2 separate regions of the Mus musculus genome follow, and region 1 is linked to region 2. The links are chromatin contacts, called in public Hi-C maps. All regions are on one chromosome and are shown on one strand. Each heading gives the region's core, a stretch centred on a gene start, on an enhancer-like site or on the middle of the called end of the contact. The rest is flanking DNA. Distances are from core to core; before and after follow the strand shown.

Region 1 (4,905 bases), core at 2,237-4,736, 81 kb after region 2:
CCACCTGCAATTAAAATAAACTGAGCAGAAACAGAACACTTTACATTTGTCATATGTGTTAGGACAAGAGACATTACTGAATAATATCAGTAATGTTCGAGCCACTCAGGAGAGACAACATTCTGTGAGTGAGTGACTATATCTATTTAGCAGCCTATGGTATTTATGTGTTTGAGTCTGAAGAGAAGAATGGAGAATCTGACTAGGTGACCAGTCAATGCCAACACATTCTGAGTTTTCTTATTATTTAAATGTGAGAAAGATACAACATCACATCTGTTTCATACAATTGATAGTTCATCCACTTTGCTGTCACAGATGCATAAAATCAATAACAAGACTCAATAATTCAGTCAGTTGACTACTTTCAAATGTTGACAAGCTCACTAGGAATTGTGCAATAGGCACTACATGTTCCCTATGCTTTTATTCCACATCTGGGAATCCCTAGGGGCCTGAGAAGACAGCTCAGTAACTAATGTGCCTCTGCACAAGCATGAGGACTTCAATTCTGTCCCAGGAAGCCATGTGCAAGCATAGCAGTTGATCCCAGCCCACTAGGGCCAGACACAGAAAGATCCTGGGGACCCAGTGGCCATCTAGTCTAGCTGAATCAGCATGGTTCCATGTTTAATGAGAGATCTTATCTGAAAAGGCTTGGTCGAGACTGATTGAGGAAGACACCTGCCATCAACCTTGCTCATATATGTATATACCACATACCCCCACAGCCAAAAAAAACCCTGAAAATGTTAAATAGTCTATTTCTTATTGGTGCCTACTTCATTCTTAACAATCATATAATCAAACAATGATCATGATGTTTCTTCTGATTTCTTCTTTGGAAAGAACTCTTGAATTATTTTAGTCTGTGTGGCCCCACAGGTCCTCTCTAGTCTCCACTACATAACAAATCTTTCCGTGATGAGCACCACAATCCATGAGTGAGGATTTGGAAGCTACCATACTGTTCAACTCACAGGACTTATTTTCTCATCTTTCACATGTCAGTATAAATTATAATGATTGAAATTCCGAGTCTGCCATGCTTATCTGCTCTGTCTGCTTGGATACCAATAGCAAACACAGCTCTCTCTTTCAGGTATCTGAGATAATGGTATATTACTTACAAATTAGTCAATCATCCTAGGCAATTTTTCCCAGAAACACTCTTTAACATAGCAAGACCCTTGCTAGATTCAACCATGGTCTTTTGTTGACGCTCGAGCTAGTTGAACATCAGGGCAGTCAGATTGTCAGACCCCAGGCTCACTGTCCCATAGCTAAGCATGACCTTCCAAAGTAATTTGATGGGCTGGAAGATACAGGTCACTGGTGCAGTGCTAGCCTTGAGTTCAAACACTAACACCAAAAAAATGTATTTATTAATATAATAAAATAGAGTTATACTTAAAGTATTAAACTGATTCATTTAATGTCACTGGCAGCGAAAACGCATGCCAAGACACTGTTCCCTGTGTGCTCCTATCTAAAGTAAGACATGAGAAAGTCTTCTTTTCATTTTGAGAGTCCATGTTAAAAACCGTTCCTTAACTTTGAGTGATTGTATGTATGGCATTAGTGGTACTTAGGGGGAACCAAGTGGATGTAGTTTTTTAACTGCCTGGAACCTATTTAGGCTTCCTGCTAATTTTAGACCCTTTTGTCTACATTATATACACATATTGTTGTCTATTTTTACCTTACGTTTGTGCCAATTGTGACACAAAATATGTCTAAGAACAGACTTTCTTTACATACAGACTAATAATCCATAGTGCTGAGAATCTATTGGCATTATAAGAAGCAGACTCTCTTAAGGTATTCACAGCAGTTCTGTCCCTCTCCAGAGACTTCTATGGTGCCTTAAAGTTCATTGCCTTTTAATTTTGAAGAGAACTCTTAAATGGCAAATTCTAATAAAGACTAATTGGTAAATGCTGTTTTTCAGGAACTGTTGCTTAACAGAATTTTTCACACTTGCGAGCTTTTGTGGCTAGGACACAACTTGGTATCTCTATTGAGCAACTGATAGCCTTCATTACACTTTTGAAGGATTTTACTTAAAAAAAAAAAACCTAGAAAACAACCCCAACAAAACAAAACTCCCCTCTTCTTTCCCTCCCTCCCTCCCTCCCTCCCTCCCTCCCTCCCTCCCTCCCTCCCTCCTTCCCTCCTTCCCTCCTTCCCTCCTTTCTTCCTTCCTTTCTTCCTTCATAGTCTATCCCTCATCTCCATTCTGTTCCTCATTTCAGGGTCTCATAGCCCAGGGTGGTCTAGAACTCATAATCTCCTGCTATAGTCTTAGTCTCATATTCAGCTCCCAGGTACTGGAATTTCCAACACACCTCACCATGCCTGGCTTGCTTTCCTTTCATTTTGGCACCTGTCCCTGCTGCATTCACTATTGCTTAGAGCATTTACTGTAAAGATTGTGGAAAATTAAGATGTGTTCTCCCCTTTGACTGCTGGCTTGAACGAATAGTTTTGTTTCTGCTCGATCGTATCACTACTCACAGAACAGTACACCAATCCATGTGATTCAACATGATTATTTGTTCATTTCGAAAACACAAACTACTTAAAGATGGGTGGGGTGGGGTGTGGGTGACAGATTGCTGCTAACCAAGGGAAGACACGAGCAGAGAGATGATTCTCAGGACTCTTTTTGTTGATAGGACATAACTTGGAATTTTGAGGAAACAAAGGCTCATGCTCTGTTTTGGGCTTGCTCAGGCTGAGCATGATCTTTCCTCAGACTACCAAAGAATGAGGCTTAATGAGATCTAGACTGCACTGGGGTGAGAGAAACAGGCTCCTCTCTCTGTATGCCTCCGTCAGCCCAGCGTGATGGTGAAGTGGAGTGGTGCCATTGGGAAGGAGAAGTGGTTTTAAGCTCTGTTGGAAAGCTCTGTCCTAACCACATCCATCTCTATGACCGTCACATTTGAAACCCTTCTGAGACCTTTATGAAAGCCACACTGTGGACATTCTGCTTTAAAAGGAAAAGACTCATATACATGGTGACTTTTCCACTTCCGCCTTATTTTTAGCATCCAATTAATGTTTCCTAAATGAGTTTAATTTTCCAGTTTGGGGTTGGCTATAGTTTTCTTAGATGCTGATTTAGGCAACAATTATTTGTACTTGAGCTTATTAATTGGCATACTGTTCCCCCTGCTGCCTCACTGCCAGCTGCTGGTCACTCTTTCTTCATACAATCTGAGCAGAGTCTTTTTTTTTTTCTTTCTTTTTTTAACAAATGCAATAGAACACCTTTACAAAGGGATCATTAAGCAGTTCCTAATCTGGGATTTCTTTTTCTTTTTCTTTTTTTTTTGTCTGAAAGTTCAGGAAGGAAAAGACTGCTAGTGTATGGCAGAAGGGAAAATCTGCCTCATTTTGGTGAATTGCACAGTCTGTTCTTTCGTGATGCAAACACATTCCCTTATTTCCATTTAATTTCTATCCAAAACAATGGTGACAAAGGATCCTATTGTGACGTTGAAAAGAGAGAACTGTAAGCCTGGTTTAAACCAGGACACAGGGAATTCACAACATGAAGGCTGTTGCTGTTGCTCTTTCTTTATGCCTTAGATTTGAAAGGTGCGTTTAGAAGTCATATATTTATGAACTCTCTCTCTCTCTCTCTCTCTCTCTCTCTCTCTCTCTCTCTCTCTCTCTCTCTCTCTCTCCTCTTTGTGTGTGTGTATGTGTGTGTGTGTGTCTAAGTGTGTAAGCCAGTTTAAGACTCAGCACTAACAATAGGATTCTGTTTTGGTGGCAGGTGGCCCGGCGTTGGGGCATTCAGAAGAACAGGCCGGCGATGAACTATGACAAACTTAGTCGTTCTCTCCGCTATTATTATGAGAAGGGAATCATGCAAAAGGTGAGATGATGATTCATTAAAGCTCACTGTGACGGTGCCCATTGGTCTCCACGTCATATTTTTAGAGAGCACATTATCAGGGCTTTGCTTCAGTCAGGCTTTCCCCCATGCTGACACAACTTGGCTCCTGCTTAGGATATCAGGACTCTATTTATAACTTCATGGACATTGGACATAAATGTATAGTGGTATCTACCAAATGACAATCTTTCTGGAAGCTTTCACTTTGCTACACATGGTAAACAGGTAATTTCAGTATTGATACTGGATCTCCAGGTCTCTAAAGGCTGTAATTTTATTGTACCTCAGAGTCACACATTTTTGAAATGCTTGTTTTTTTTTTCTTGTTCTATTTCTTTTTTGCCCCTACCTTCCTTTGGTTTTTTAAGACAGGGTTTCCCTACAGAGCCCTAGCTGTCCTGGAACTCACTCTGTAGACCAGGCTGGCTTTGAACTCAGAAATCCACCTGCCTCTGCTCCCAGGAGCTGGGATTAAAGGCATGCGCCACCACCACCCGGATCTCTTGTTCTGGTTCTTAAAACACTCAGGCAGCCCTTGTTCTTATTAGAAAAAGAAAAAAAATTTTTTTTCTTGCTAGATATCTTGCCTTATCTCATCACTTGACAGTTTACTATCCCAAACTACTTGCCTGAAATAAATGTTTCATCTTATTTGGTTCATAGAACAAAGTTCAATATATTTTAATTCAAATGAGCTTTTAATATTTAAAAGTTCTTTTGCATAAAATACAAAAACATGGATAAAGATAAAATGTACTTAAAATATAACATTTATAAAGGAGGCCATGAATAAATGAATATATGAAGATAAAACATTTGGATATTTGTTATTATTTCCTTCAGCCTTGTGTGGTCTGTGGCTTATATAGCCCTACATGTAGATATGAATCCTGCATGGAATGGACTTTGCGGATGCCACTGTTTGGTACTAGGAAGGGAGGTTGTTTATCACACCAACGTGCAAAACTTGGAGTCTGCATGTAGCTAGTAACCAA
Region 2 (4,939 bases), core at 1,970-4,469:
TACACGTCTTATTTAGGCATAAATATAATTTTTAATTAATTATTTTATTTATACCCCAAATGTTTCCCCCCTTTCCTGGTCCCCCCTTCCAGAGTTCTTCATCTCATTCGCCCTCCCCTTAGCCTCTGAGAAGGTGCTCCTCCCTCCCTCTCCCACACTACCCTCCCCAGTATTTCCCTCCCCTGTGTGCTTCAAGCTTTGCCTGCTATATTAAGCACTTTTTAAAAAGTAGATCCGCGAGAGTTTGTATTTTTTTCTCAAACCACTTTTAGAAATCCAATTACTTAGCATGCATTTTCAACGCCATACATCAACTGCAGACAAACCACTAATGTATATTATTTTATTTCATAAAATAGTTGCAAAGGAACTATAAAGCTTTAAATAGTTTTATATGCAAGATAGAAAACTTTCCAAACTTTAAAAACAACAACAACAAAAAAGGGACTGGTTTGTGTGTGTGTGTGTGTGTGTGTGTGTGTGTGTGTGTTGTTCTCTCAAGACTCAAGGCTCTTATTTCAAAACCCAGATGGGATTTCAAAATACGAGTAAATAAATGTCAAAGCCTCTTGGCCTCTGCACTGCTATTCTATGTCTGAAATCTTGCCAAAATGAAATTTTCCATTCAAGAAGGACTGGAATGTACTAAACTGATTTAAAAGACATTCTTAAAAAGTGGTGGAAACTTTGTGCAACTTCTGCGCACCTCTTCTTGCGCATGCAGCTGCTTCAGTGGTCGGACATTTCTAAGAAGCGTAACACAACTGAAAATTAAATTCTCAACGCTTTCCTTACCTTCTGCTACTGTATTATTCTTCTCCTCGGTGCCAAGGGTAGACCATAACTAGGCATTAGGCTAGAAGCTAGTATTTCACTAAGAAGCCAGGAGCAAGGATGAGTGGAAATATCTCACTGTGAGGACAGAGAAAGAGAACGGGAGCCAAGAGAAGGGGCATGCTTCAAATGTCCGGTTGCTAAAGGCTCATACTTCGCTCAACATTTTAGACTTCTCAGAGGAGTTGTAGACAAAGGGTCCTTAGTCACATAAGAACTTAACTTTCAATTACTGTGGGAGTCAAATAGTTAACAGGTAGGGGGTCCATCTGAAGAACTGCAAAGGAGAAATGTGGAGAGTCTGCAGCATGATAGACCATCCTAAAAGAAGAGGCTTGTCTAGAGATGATGGACTTCGGGACCTAGAAATCGGCAATGTGTGAAAACGTGCACTAAAAGAAGCTGGGGAGAAAATGACACGGGGATAAATCCAAAGTAGAAATGACAGCTGCTGAGAGGAGACCGCTGAATAGTTTCTACACAGTGAGACAGCTTACACATTTACACAACCACGTGCTGAAGAGCAAGGAAAAGTTACTAGTCCTTTCTCAGCTTTCTTTCCACTCTCAATTCCCTCCTTTTCAGGATTTTTTCTTAGTCAGGGCACCCCGGGATTATACAATGTGAGAGTTCCATTAGCCTAGACTTACTTCCTCTCTCTCTATTGCTCTTCGATAGAAAGGTACTTCCCCTCCTCTACGGTCATTGGTACCAAGTGTGCAGAGGCGGAAAGCCAAAACAGAAACACACAGACACCTGCGCGCACCTGCAAAACAACAACAACAACAACAACAACAAAAACTTTTGTGGTTTGAGGAACTTGGGCCTTTGTTATGTATTTTTTTTCTCCTTGATCCGCCACGCCCCCAACCACGTGACCCAGAGAGATTGGGATTTTGTGAATGGAGCCGAAAGGTGGAGTGGGGGGGGGGGGGAATGGGCAACGCCCCCTGCTCGAAAGCATCCAATCCGCTGGCGGAGCGCTGCGGGGTCAGCAATAAACAACAATGGACTGGAAATCCACGGTTCCTCATTGGCTTCAGGGACAAGCTCCCGGGGCCTTTCGAGAAGCTCCGCCCTCTCCCGGTTGCTCTGGATACCTGTCCCGCTCTGGCCTCACAGAAAGGCTTTGGAAACTGTTACCGCCTTGTCTGGGGTTTGCAGACTGGCGGGTTACCCACGCTGTGCTCCCCTCTTCGGGTTGCACCCTCACAAAGTCTAGTAGCGTTCGAACGCACCCCTCGCCCGGGCTCTGATACTGTCCTCTCTCAAAGAGGACGCGCGCGGCGCCCTGACTAGGCTTGGGGCAAGCATTGTGTGTGCCCTGGAAGACTACACTTTTCCCTTGGTGAAGCGCAGAGTGGTTTTGTCATAAACTACGCTCTTTCTCGGCGGGTCCGGAGTACCAGGCGCGCACGCTCCCATTTTGATGTTTCCACCATGTTCCATTTAAGGGAAGAAACTTTCAAATAGAAATTGAGAACTGCAGCACATTGCTCAACGGGGCTAAACAGCTGCTGGAAAAGTCCTTTAGTCCCCAGCTCTGGTCCCCGCCAGGGTCTCAAGTGACTTTTAGCACCGTAAAGCCCCGGCCCCACTCCTCCCTGGCTTCCAATTCTTGGTAGGGCAGCGGCTGCAAAGGGGACACATCAGAACTAAGCTCTGTGGGCAGGCAGCTTCAGAGAGATTCTCGCTTCCAAAGGTCCCATCATTGTCCTTGTAACCCGAGCCCTCCCTGCTCTTCCCCCACTTCTTGGTGGAGGAAGTGAAATCTTCAAGTACAGTAAGTGACACCCTCCGCCTCTCTGTATACATAACAAAAGCTCCGGAAACGGCGGGGACGGGGGAGGGGTGCGGGAGGGGGGCATCTGAACTACCAAGTCCTCCCCCACCCCTCTGTGGCCACTGGAGGTTTTTTTCCCTCTCAGCACTCTCCAGGATGAATCTGATTTTTATACTTTCCTCGCCCACTCTGCTACGTACTCCTCCGGATCCTCTCTTCCAGCGCCACCTCTCCTTAGAAGCAGCTTCTCCCGCTTGCTTTCCTTACAATATTTTCATGTCCAACGGACGAAAGGAGATCATTTTTGTTGAAGATGTATTAAAAAAAATCTTATAAGCCCTATTACAGTGTTGAAAATGGAGAAAAAAAATAGCTTGGACCGAAAGCTTCTGAGGAGCAAGGCTGGAGCGTGTGGTGGGTGGACTCCGGGTCAAAGGTAGAGAAAAGGGATTGTGGACACTCGATCTGTACCCCAACCTCTACGACAGTGCTTTAAGGACATAATAATGGACCAAACAACGCTAGGAATGAGAACTGGTTGACTCGATACACTAGGTTTCAGTATCCCTCCGGTTTTAACAAAAACAGCGAGTTAGGAAGGAAGTAGTTTCCCTCGGTGGCTTTTCCTGGGTGCGGACCCTGCGACTTCTCCCAGAGTGGTCGCAAAGGCATAGGGGCGCAGGAGACCCAAGGGAAGGGGCCGAAAGCTGCCTGATTGACAGCCCGAAATCTGATCTTGTGAAAGAGACGTGGAGCCAATGGGAGGCAGCGATCCATCAGTTTGGATTGGAGGCCCCTGGAGGAGAAGTAGAGGAAAAACCACCGAATTCAGCTCTGTCAGAGGCGCTTTCGGCTTCCAAGGGGAAGTGCTGGGCAATAATTAATGTTTTTATTAAATTTGGAGGGAATTTTTTGCAGCCGTTCGCCTAGCGTGGCCTTCAGGTGGGTATTTCCAACAACTTTTTATGTCTCTCCAGATAATTGCATGGTTGTGGGTTGCAAAAACTATTCTTATGAAAGAGGTAGCTCCGTCTCTTTAGTCCCGTTAGGTGAAAAGCAAGTCTCGTTGATCGCCATTGCTAGTTTTGCCCACGTTTGCGAATCAGAGCCGCCTGGGGTACACTGACCGAGCAGGGAGCATCCAGAGTGTAAATAAATACATTGCCTCTTGTTAGGATTTTTGATACGACCGAAAGTATGTAAATTGTGAACTCTCTTGGCTCTCTTTGGATCCAGGTGAAGAAGGCGGCGTAGGGGAGGGTTATTTTTGTGAATGGGGCTGTCGAGGGTAATTAGCTATGCAAATGCAAGAGCTTCATTCATGATTTTTTTTTTTTTAAGCCTAAAAGCCATCTTGTTCCCCTCTAGGTTGATAGAAGTCCAGATCCCGAGGAAATCTCCAGCTAAATGCTCAAAATATAAAACACTGAGCTAATATTTGCGAAGAGGAGCAGAATGGATGGATTTTATGACCAGCAAGTGCCTTACGTGGTCACCAACGTGAGTGATCAGTTCGAAAGTTGCTGTTTATAAACTTGACTTGGACGGGGGTGGGGAGAGCGAGAGATGCGAAGGGAGGGGGCAGGGGGTTGGGACTGCAGACACTTTATCTGCTTTGTTGCCACTGTAGGGCGACTCTGCTTCTAGAAGCCCTATCTACAAAATGAGCTTACCTTTGAGTGATTCGGATAAGGCATAGTTTTGTTTTAAGACCTCTTCTTCTGGTTAATATGTCCACGATGAGTGCAAGAGGAGACGGAGGGCAGCAACAGCTGCACTCAAAGTTTGTGGCTGGGTTTATCTGCCACATTGAAAAGAACGAAGTTGAGACAAATGCTGACAATTTTGTGTTTACATGGGGTGTCTTGGGGGGGGTCTTCCCCCTCCCCTCTCATTTTCTCACTTTTCCCAGTTTTCCTTTGGCTTCTCTTATTACGGGTGGGGGTGCTGTCTGAGAGAATGGAATTCGCTGTTTTAATCTGGAGTTGATTCAGAAAAAAAAAAAAAGAAAGAAAAGAAAAACATTAAGCGTTTTAGCTTAATGTTTTGATGCTGAGATTACATGTAACTAGAATGAGGATAAGCAGGAGTGTTAGGACATGCTCTGGGAAGCAACTCTCCCTCCTCACTGCCTGCCGAACTCTCAGCCTGAGCCTCCACTGTCAAAGTCAGACAATATGTGTTGGAGTTCTCCTGTGAACTTTTTCTTTTCTACTCAGAGAGAGGATCCAGTAGGCTTAAGTTATGTATGCATTTTTTTTAAACGTGTGACATCTGAGGTTTATATTCTTTTAAAGGATTTTATCTTTCCCTTTGTAGAGT

What was found. Hi-C and Micro-C count contacts between places; a contact is called where the count stands out from the background.
Region 1: a Hi-C map of bone marrow-derived macrophages shows a contact between it and region 2, with 3 times the contacts expected there. The contact joins the enhancer-like site here to the promoter of Etv1 in region 2. A contact is called at or near these places in 4 of 39 promoter capture datasets (3T3-L1-derived adipocytes, the C10 cell line and pre-B cells), 1 of 15 datasets of contacts at CTCF or cohesin (the NIH/3T3 cell line), 14 of 484 Hi-C or Micro-C datasets (the C10 cell line, the HPC-5 cell line, bone marrow-derived macrophages and 10 more), 5 of 115 datasets of contacts at active chromatin or transcription factors (the NIH/3T3 cell line, bone marrow-derived macrophages, embryonic stem cells and 2 more) and 4 of 9 other capture datasets (adipose tissue, liver, macrophages and 1 more).

What each region holds. Positions count from the first base shown.
Region 1 is chr12:38,857,500-38,862,404 of GRCm38.p6, forward strand. Etv1 (ets variant 1) reads left to right here. Exons shown (of 13, transcript NM_007960.5): 12 at 3,788-3,889. Among named protein-coding and RNA genes, the nearest start is that of Gm34611, 47 kb to the right of the region's middle. Within about 2 kb of position 3,487, at least 32 of the 459 cell types and tissues checked have an H3K27ac peak or open chromatin away from gene starts, as enhancers often do. A contact at or near this core is called in bone marrow-derived macrophages, cortical glia and forebrain, where this site is marked.
Region 2 is chr12:38,776,863-38,781,801 of GRCm38.p6, forward strand. Etv1 (ets variant 1) reads left to right here and starts at 3,220. Exons shown (of 13, transcript NM_007960.5): 1 at 3,220-3,559; 2 at 3,986-4,117; 3 at 4,937-4,939. The coding sequence starts at 4,073.